Regions from separate parts of the Oryctolagus cuniculus genome. Here region 1 is linked to region 2. The links are chromatin contacts, called in public Micro-C maps. All regions are on one chromosome and are shown on one strand. Each heading gives the region's core, a stretch centred on a gene start, on an enhancer-like site or on the middle of the called end of the contact. The rest is flanking DNA. Distances are from core to core; before and after follow the strand shown. Region 1 has its middle 25 kb from the start of IFNAR2. Region 2 overlaps LOC138849237 (a long non-coding RNA gene).

Evidence for each region. Hi-C and Micro-C count contacts between places; a contact is called where the count stands out from the background.
Region 1: a Micro-C map of ear pinna shows a contact between it and region 2, with 7 times the contacts expected there. The contact joins two enhancer-like sites. A contact is called at or near these places in 2 of 6 Hi-C or Micro-C datasets (ear pinna and an unstated tissue).

Annotation. Positions count from the first base shown.
Region 1 is chr4:11,832,025-11,836,365 of mOryCun1.1, forward strand. No RefSeq gene overlaps it. Among named protein-coding and RNA genes, the nearest start is that of IFNAR2, 25 kb to the left of the region's middle. Within about 2 kb of position 1,672, at least 2 of the 8 cell types and tissues checked have an H3K27ac peak or open chromatin away from gene starts, as enhancers often do. A contact at or near this core is called in ear pinna, where this site is marked.
Region 2 is chr4:11,644,152-11,649,069 of mOryCun1.1, forward strand. It overlaps LOC138849237 (a long non-coding RNA gene), which reads left to right. Exons shown (of 3, transcript XR_011387723.1): 2 at 4,121-4,266. Among named protein-coding and RNA genes, the nearest start is that of IFNGR2, 32 kb to the left of the region's middle. Within about 2 kb of position 2,795, at least 2 of the 8 cell types and tissues checked have an H3K27ac peak or open chromatin away from gene starts, as enhancers often do. A contact at or near this core is called in ear pinna, where this site is marked.

The DNA.
Region 1 (4,341 bases), core at 422-2,921, 190 kb after region 2:
GGATGGAAGACCTCTCTCTCTCTCTCTCCCTCTCTCTCTCTCTCTGTAACTTTTTCTAAATAAATTCATAAATCTTTAAAAAATATCACACAAAGTGGCCCTGTGGGCTGGTGGAGCCTGAAGCCTCGCATCTTCAAAGATCATGAGGTCCTCACACTGCTGCCCCAGGTACCGGCTGCTCCTCGCCCAGAAGTGTCTTCACCCTTTACTGTGCACCTGCCTGTGCCAATTGCTCCAGGCAGGTAAAGCCACTCCCCACCCTTCCATGGTGGAGGATTTGCCTGCCTTGCCCCTGCACAGTCTCTGCCTCCTTTGGACCCAGCCAAACGCCCAAATATCTCCTCCGCTCAGTCCATGGGAATCACCCGGGACCTTGCCTCGTCACTGTCCTCACTCGGTGACTAGTGTGCGGCACACGGTATGTGTTTGGAGAAATCACAAAGCCCTCCCCCATGGGAGCTCCTGTTACCCTGTCCGAACCCAGTCCTCCAGGTAACACCCTTCAGCACTCCCCGCTGTGCACCCTCAAATGGAGTATGTGCTCTTCACCACTTAAATCCTCTCTCTCTCTGGAGCATCAGCAGCCCTCCAGGCCCCATGCAGAACAAAAGAGCAGAAAAGAGAGCTTCAGAAAATAACACACCAAGGACCTTGTTCTTTTTTTTTTTTTTTTTTTTAATTTTTTGACAGACAGAGTTAGACAGTGAGAGAGACAGAGAGAAAGGTCTTCCTTCCGTTGGTTCACCCCCCAAATGGTTGCTATGGCTGGCACACCGCGCTGATCCGATGGCAGGAGCCAGGTGCTTATCCTGGTCTCCCATGGGGTGCAGGGCCCAAGCACTTGGGCCATCCTCCCCTGCACTCCCTGGCCACAGCAGAGAGCTGGCCTGGAAGAGGGGCAACCAGGACAGAATCCGGCACCCCAACCAGGACTAGAACCCAGGGTGCTGGCACTGCAGGAGGAGGATTAGCCAAGTGGGCCACGGTGCCGGCCAAAGGCCTTGTTCTTGACACAGCTCAGACAACCGGCAGAGCTCAAAAGGTTCCAACGTGTTAGGTTCTATTTTGCGCACACAATGATAGGAGGTATTTTCTGATTCTCCATGGTCTCTGCCTCTTGCAGATTAGCAGTTGTAAAAAACTGGGCTTGGTTAGCTGAAGGTGGGGCAGGAAGAAAACATGAGAGATGGGGCCGCTGCCGTGGTGTAGTGGATAAAGCCCCACCTGCAGTGTCGGCATCCCATATGGGTGCTGGTTTGAGTCCCGGCTGCTCTACTTCCAATCCAGCTCTCTGCTGTGGCCTGGGAAAATGGTAGAAAATGGTCCAAGTCCTTGGGCCCCTGCACCCACATGGGAGACCTGGAAGAAGCCCCTGGCTCCTGGCTTCAGATCAGTGCAGTTTCCACTGTTGCGGCCATCTGGGGAAGTGAACCAGCAGATGGAAGACCTCTCTCTCTCTCTCTCTCACTCTCCTTCTCTCTCTGTGTAACTCTGACTGTCAAGTAAAATAAATAAATCTTAAAGAAAAAAAAAAAAAGAAGACAGGAGCCAGCAGGACAGACACACAGATGATGCTGACATCTGACAATGGATTGCTCACCTTCATTGCTGGGTCTAGAGAGAGGTCTCACCAGCCTCTAGCTAGGCTCAGCCACTGCTGCTTACTCATTCCAGGACACTCGCCTTCTAGATGGTTCTGCTTCCCTGCCCCAGTTCACCCTGGGTGACTGGGCTGGCTCCACTCCCTCCCTGCTCCTGTTCCTGTGACTGATAACATCAACACCACGGCACAGACATGCAGAAGCCAGATGCTGAGCTCCGACTCCTCCCTCACCCCCGGACTGCTGATTAGCTGCAACCTAGTGATTATTCAACCTTGAATAACACGGTTTCCTCTGTGTAGAGAGTGCTTAAAGCAGGCAGTTTGCGCTTGCACAATAGTATGTATTTCTTTTTCAGGCGTCTGCCTTGCGGTTTCGATATCAGATCTTAACTTCTCCTTCTCCCAGAGGGTCACCCCAATTCTAGTGTCTTGTTCCATTTGGACCTATTCCCACATCCACCACAACCTGAGAGTCCCTGGCACTTCCCCTTCCCAGCCGATCTCCTTCTCTGGACTCTGTCCCGTCTCGATGCCTCACTGTCATTTCAGCAATGTCTGATCGGGTCCGACATTCTTGTTTTCAGCACACAGCCTGGATACCTTTTCTCCCCCACCCCCATACACCAGCAGATATTTAGTGAAGGTGCATTTTTGTGCCAGTATTCTAAAAAGTACAGCGCAGGATACAAAGAAGAGAAAAATCCGATTCTGTTGGCCCATGGTCTCAGCACTTGTAGAAATAGGAAAGAGTTGAGATCACAGCCAGAGAGCTCAGCCACCCAGCGGTGGCTTCCATCTCTCTCCCCCTCTGATGCACAGGAAAAAGGGACAAATTCAGATCTGGTGGATTCCCTTGGGCTGCCATGTGTCCCACTCCTTTCCCAGCCAAGAGTTAATGGCATCAAGGAAGTGTTGGGACGTTGTTACAAGGATGGTCTTAAATGTTATCTACGCTGTTTCTAAGAACCAACACTTAGGTACTTGGAAAGAAACTGCCCTATCACACCTCATCCAGCCTGCCAGCATTGGTGGCTGGCAAAAGATAGGGTAGTTTTCTTTAGAGATCACACACTTCAAAGCTGGTCTGCTCTCCGAACTGTAGAGTGCAAGTGGTACACCGTGATGAGAGCTACGCCCTTGACAGGGGGCGGTGTCTGCCACAGTCTCACTGGACGTCTGTGTGCCTGTGTTCATCCAAGCCTGCATGCCAGCTTTGCTATTTCTGGGCTTCTCACATCTTCCCTTCCCTCATCTTGAAAAATGGGGATATTAATTCCTATTTCACAAGGTCTGTTGGGGGTCAGGGCTGTGGCGTAGCAGGTAAAGCTGCTGCCTGCAGTGTCAGCATCCCATATGGGTGCTGGTTCGAGTCCCAGCTGCTCCACTTCTGATCCAGATCTCTGCTATGGCCTGAGAAAGCAGTAGAAGATGGTCCAAGTGCGTGGGCCCCTACACCCCATAGATAGATATTTTTAAGTAGAAGCATCCACAGGAGATATCTCCAAGTGGACCTCTTGCCGGGACAAGAACAGCTGGAGACTGTCTTGTGTGGACTTGCCCAAGGAAGAGGCATGTCCACTGAGCTTGTTCTGCACGCTACAGGTCATCCCGTGTACGCCCGGCTTCCTCTCTTTTGTAAGAATCCACAAGGAACAATTGTGGGTGTGAGCTCTATTAGCTGGGGTCGGTGGTAGTGAGGCCGAGGCTAGGCATCTGTCTCCTTGTGGGCCAGTTATCTCAGCTTGGCGCCGTGTCCATACCCACTGATCCGAATCCAGGGGGCCCACTCCCGAGGGTGTGACCATCTCCCTTAGGACACCAGGAAGGCTTTCTGCGGGTCAATTGCACGCACCTGTTGTCGTGACTACCATCACCTGCAGGTGGCGCTGTGTCTCAAGAAAACAGGTCCGGCAGCCGTGGTCCCCTCTTTTAAACAAGGTGGGAGAGGAGGGCGCTGAACTGGAGAGAGGGCGAGGAGCACTGGGCATCCCTGTCCCCGCTTCCCCCAAACCCCGGGCGAGGAAATGGAAGCGGAGACACAACGTCACCCCCGACCCCCCGCCGGCTCACGACGGAGGCGAGGCCGGACATGGGCTCCCTGGACCGTGCGCTTCTGTGATTTTCACTGCCCTAAAGGACTAAGTTGTCATTGAATTTCCAGCGTCTGTTACTCCGAATCACAGCAAGATTCAAGCTCTTGTGGCACACACATGCACACATGCTTTAATGGTCAACTTATTTTCCCTTCCCTTACATCTGAAAGAAGGAAAAAAATGGTATTTAGAAGACAAACCTCTGGAAATCTCACATAGAAGGCCTTCTTAGTGAAATAATTACAGAAAACTTCCCTGCAGAAAGGAAGGGACGTCCAAGTACAGGAAGCACATAGAACTCCCAGTGGACATGACCAGAGATGATGCTCACCATGACACATTGTAGTCAAACTCTCCACAGTAAAACACAAAGAAAGGTTCTAAGATGTGCATGAGAGAAATGTCAGGTTACTGTCAGAGGAACTCCAATTAGACTCACCGCTGACTTCTCATCAGAACAGGCTAGGAGAGAATGGCGAGATGTAGTCCAAGTCTTAAAAGAAAAGAAACTATCAACCCAGAATACTGTACCCTGCAAAACTCTCATTTATGAAGGAAGTGAAATAAAGGCCTTCCATAACAAACAGAAATTCAAAGAATTTTTCACCACTTGTCCAGCCTTACAACAGATGCTTAAGAATGTTC
Region 2 (4,918 bases), core at 1,545-4,044:
CTCATCAAATCCCAGTAATACAGGTGTCTTTTTTTTTTTTTTTTTTTTTTAAGATTTATTTATCTATTTGAAAGGCAGAGTTACAGAGAGGCAGAGGCAGAGAAAGGTCTTCCTTCCGCTGGTTCACTCCCCAAATGGCTGCAATGGCTGGAGCTGTGCTGAACCGAAGCCAGGAACCAGGAGCCAGGAGCCAGGAGCCAGGAGCCAGGAGCCAGGGGCCTCTTCTGGGTCTCCCATGCAGGTGCAGGGGCCCAAGGATTTGGGCCATCTTCTACTGCTTTCCCAGGACCTGTAGGAAGGGAGCCACACTCACGGGGATGGAGTGAGCCTCATCTCACACCTGTCAAAATCCTTGCTGTTGGCAGTCACTGCGGTGAGGGTGGGAAGATTCGGATAGGATGGGAAAAGACTACACCGACCCTAGAAACCATAAGGGAAATTGGCAACGTGGGGAAAAGTAGACACAGGTGGCTGTGCCAGATGGAAAGGAGGAGAATAAATAAGGAACAGGGCAGCTTAAGAGTGAAATGATGGGGCCGACGTCGTGGCGTAGCAGGTTAAGCCGCCACCTGCAGTGCCAGCATCTCTCATGGGCGCCGGTTCAAGTCCCAGCTGCTCCACTTCTCATCCAGCTCTGTGCTAATGGCATGGGAAAAGCAGTGGAGGATGGCCCAGGTCTTAAGGCCTCTGAGTCCACATGGGAGACCTAGAGGAAGCTCCTGGCTCCTGGCATCCTTGTGGCCATCTGGGGAGTGAACCAGCAGGTGAAAGATCTCTTTTTCTGTAACTTTGACTTTTAAAATAAATAAATAAATCTTTAAAAAAGAGAAAAGAGTGAAGTGATTTGAGGGCGGGCATTTGGTGCTTGAGATGTCCATATCTCATAATAGAGTGCATTTTTTAAAAAAAAGATCTTATTTATTTATTTGTGAGGTAGGGTAACAGACAGAGAGAGGGGGAGACAGAGAGAGAGGTCTTCCATCCACTGGTTCACTCACCAAATGGCTGCAACAGCTGGAGCTGTGCAAATCTGAAACCTGGAGCCAGGAGCTTCTTCCAGTCTCCCACATGGGTGCAGGGGCCCAAGGACTTGGGCCATCTTCCACTGCTTTCCCAGGCCATAGCAGAGAGCTGGGTTGGAAAAGGAGCAGCCGGGACTCAAACCAGCGCCCGTATGAGATGCCGGTACTGCAAGAGGCGGCTTTATCTGCTACACCACAGCGCTGGCCCTGAAAGTAGTATTTTTTTTTTAAATTCATTGATAACAGCGTAACTTAAGCATTTGAATTCTGATCTCAGTGGTTCGGTGAACGAGTCAGTCATTTTCTGAGCATCTTGTGATGGCTAATTTATGTGTCAACTTGGTCAAAACTCTCCTGGATGTGTGTTTCCAAGTGCGTCCTGGTTCTCCAGCTGGTGGCTTGAACCAGGGCAGCAGCAGCGGAGGGCAGTAAAGGGATTCAAGGTATTTGGAGGCAGCACTGGAAGATCTGACAGAGAGAAGGTGGGGCATGAGAGAGGAAGGACTCAGAGGTGACAGGCGGTTGTGACCTCAGCAGCCAGATGGGATGGGGTTGTGTGATGGGGAAGGACCGAGGAGGGGGGAGTTTGATTTGGTTTCAAATCAGCATTAGCATCTGTGTTTTCTTAAAACAAAACAAAACAAAAAAACAACGAAGCAAATGTGTCTGCAGTGTGTGTGATTCTAGAATCTTTTAGATAATAATGCAGTTATGACTTGTGCTAGAGGCTGTGTGTCCATCACTACTTATCTCTGGAATAGCCCGGTGACCCGGGGGTGAGCATGCCCGTTTAAAAGATTTGTTTATTTATTTAAAAGGCAGAGAGAGAGAGAGAGAGAGAGAGTCCGTCCATCCGCCGGTTCACTCTCCAAATGACTGTAACAACCAGGGCTGAGCCAGGCAGAAGCCGGAGCCAGGAGCTGTTTCCAGGTCTCCCACGTGGGTGCATCTGCTGCTGCTTTCCCAGGCCACACCAGCAGGAAACTGGATCAGAGGTGGAGCAGCTGGGATTCAAACCGGCACTCATTCAGGATGCCAGCATTGCAGGCGGCAGCTTGACCTGCTGAGCTGCGACACATACAACACTCACTTCCTAGATTTTAAGCACACAAGTGAAATTCTTTGCCCAAGCTTAGCCAACCAGTAGGTGGCAGAGCTGACATCTGAGTTGGGTTCAATCCTCGTGAGCCCTATCCCTTAAGTCTCTGCTTCATGTCGGTGTGCCAACTCAGAAAGAAATGCCTGACAATTATTCTGCGTTATCTGTTTCCATACTTTTGGGTGGTGAGCGTGGTAATTTTTTTTCTTATGGTAGTCAATTGTTTGTTTTTTAAGTTTCATGCATGAAACAAATAAGCTCTCTGGGGGCCAGTGTTGTGGTGAAGTGGGTTAACCTGCCACCAGCAATGCCAGCAATCCCATATGGGCACCAGTTCGTGTCCCAGCTCCCAGCTAACGTGCTTGGGAAGGCAATAGAAGATGGCCCAAGTTTTCAGGCCCCTGCCACCCACATCAGAGACCCGGATGAAGCTACTGGCTCCTGGCTTTGGCCTGGCCCAGTTCTGGCCATTGCGGCCATCTGGGGAAGTGAACCAGTGGTTGGAAGATTCTCTCTATCTCTCTGTCTGTCTCTCCTCTCTCTGTATCTCTGAGTTCAAGTAAATAAATAAACCTTAAAAAAATATAAAGATTTCCTGCAGAGAAGAGGAAGTGTGCGTAGGCACTGTGTGCTTAGTCATGGGCAAAGTTTGAACTCTGCATTTGAGGAAGAAGGTCTATTGGCTCAGGGGCCAACACCGAATCAGAGAAATGCGCTTCTTGACAATAAGTGCTTTGGAGTGAAGGAACCAAGCGTGACTATGTGGTCTATGTTTGTAAGCGGTCTGTGCTGATGAGACGGGCACAGGGTGGGGTGTGCAGGGCACGCCCAGCGTTTCTGGGGACAGGTGCCTGCGCTTGATCTCCTTTCAACTTCCGTTCCCTGAAGCAAATGGCAACAGAAGTAGGAGGATCCCGGCTTTGGTTCAATTATTTGTTCTTGATGGCTATCATCGCCGTGATGTGAGTTACAGGAATCAGCCACCACACAGAGCTGGTGCAAGGCCAGCGACAGGGGACGCTTAGGGCACAGCTCAAGTTCCCTATTAGAGGAAAACAAACATACAAGACAGATGCCTTGTTTTTTTATTTTTTTTAAACCAATTTCTCTATGACACCAGAATCAAAATTTATTTATTGTTTTCCAAACGGTCATGATTCTTAGTGATATTAAACCCTGCTCAGGGAAATACATATGCGAACACTCCAGAATTGCTGATGAATCCTCCCAATTTCTAAGCCAGCCACCTGGCCACAGCATCTGTTCTCCCTCCTGGGCTCTGCGCTCCACGTTGGCACCTTCTGGCCTTTGCTCTCTGCTCTGTGGGGCCAGTCGAGAACAAGAATGGACCCATCCCTTCACTTTCCAGAGAACAGATAAGACTGCCGTGCCCCGAAGGGTCAAGGGCAAAGGGAGGGAATTCCAGCCCAGGCAGTCGCACGCCAACACCGGGAGCTGGAGCACTCGTGGGGCCCACGGGAAAGGGTTCGAGGCCTTGAAGAACTGCCTGCTTGCTGGTGGCCTCGCGCCGTCTCGGAAGGACTGGTCAAGTTCCTTGGAACCACAGTGATCTTGGCAAATGTTCTCCCCTGGAGGCAGTGCGCACAGACCTGGACGTCGGAGGGAGCGAGAAGGAACTCCCTGAATAGGTTCATTGTCCCCTAGAGAGCCGGGCACTCCTTCTCATTCCTTTCAGGGGCTCCACTTCCAGGGGCCCCCCTAGACAACCCTGCCACACCCACTTACCGGCTGGTGCCTTCTGGAACTATTCCAAGCTCGGCTGGCATGGGTGGGGAACCTTTTGTTCTGCCGAGGGCCATTTGGAAATTCATGATATTGTTCACGGGCCGTACAAAATCATCAACTTAAGCATTAGCCTGCTGTAGGTTTGTGAAGTTCAAGTGCCACCTCTGGTTGCTTGGCAGGGCCAGACCAGATGATTTCGCTCACCTTCTTCTTCTTCTTCTTCTTTTTTTTTTTTTTTTTTTTTTTTTTTAAGATTTATTTACTTATTTGAAAGTCAGAGTTACAAAGAGAGAGGAGAAGCAGAGAGAGAGAGGTCTTCCATCCGATGGTTCACCACCTGCACTGCCTCCTTCAGCACGAGCCAGGGCCAGGCCTGTACTCCCCGTGCAGTGGCCAAAGGTAAGACCACACCCTTGTTTTACTTCCCCAAGAATAAAGCAGTGATTTTACTAACAGAAAAACCCAAATGCTTATCAAGAAACATTTCTTCCAAAGAAGGAACGAAGTCAGGATATGGAAAATGTGTGGGTTCCCGGTGGCTGTCCAAGAAGTGCCATCCACAGAAGATTTTAAGGTGCGGTTTCTCCACCTGGGCACTCTTGGTGTTTCGGGCTGGACTGATGCAGGCAGGTCGCTGGTGAGCGAGGAGGAGCCGCGGCTGAATGCACCCCCCACCCACAAAGCCCATCCCCTTCTGTGCAAAGTGCAGGTGCCAGGTGTCGCTACTTAACAGCTGGCTCCAGCTAGAAATATCCAACACCATTGCAGGCTCGGCACTCCCACTGCCCGTCATGCACCCGATCCTCCTTCCTCTGTGCTCAAAGGTCGTGACCCTTGCTTCATCCCCGATGAAAGGACATGGATGGGGGCCGGCACTGCGGCATAGTAGGCTTCTGCCTGCGGTGCCCATATGGATGCTGGTTCTTGTCCCAGCTGCTCCTCTTCCCAACCAGCTCCCTGCTGAGGCCTGGGAAAGCAGTGGAAGATGGCCCAAGTCCTCAGGCCTCTGCACCCACGTGGGAGACCCAGAAGAAGCTCCTGGCTTCGGCCT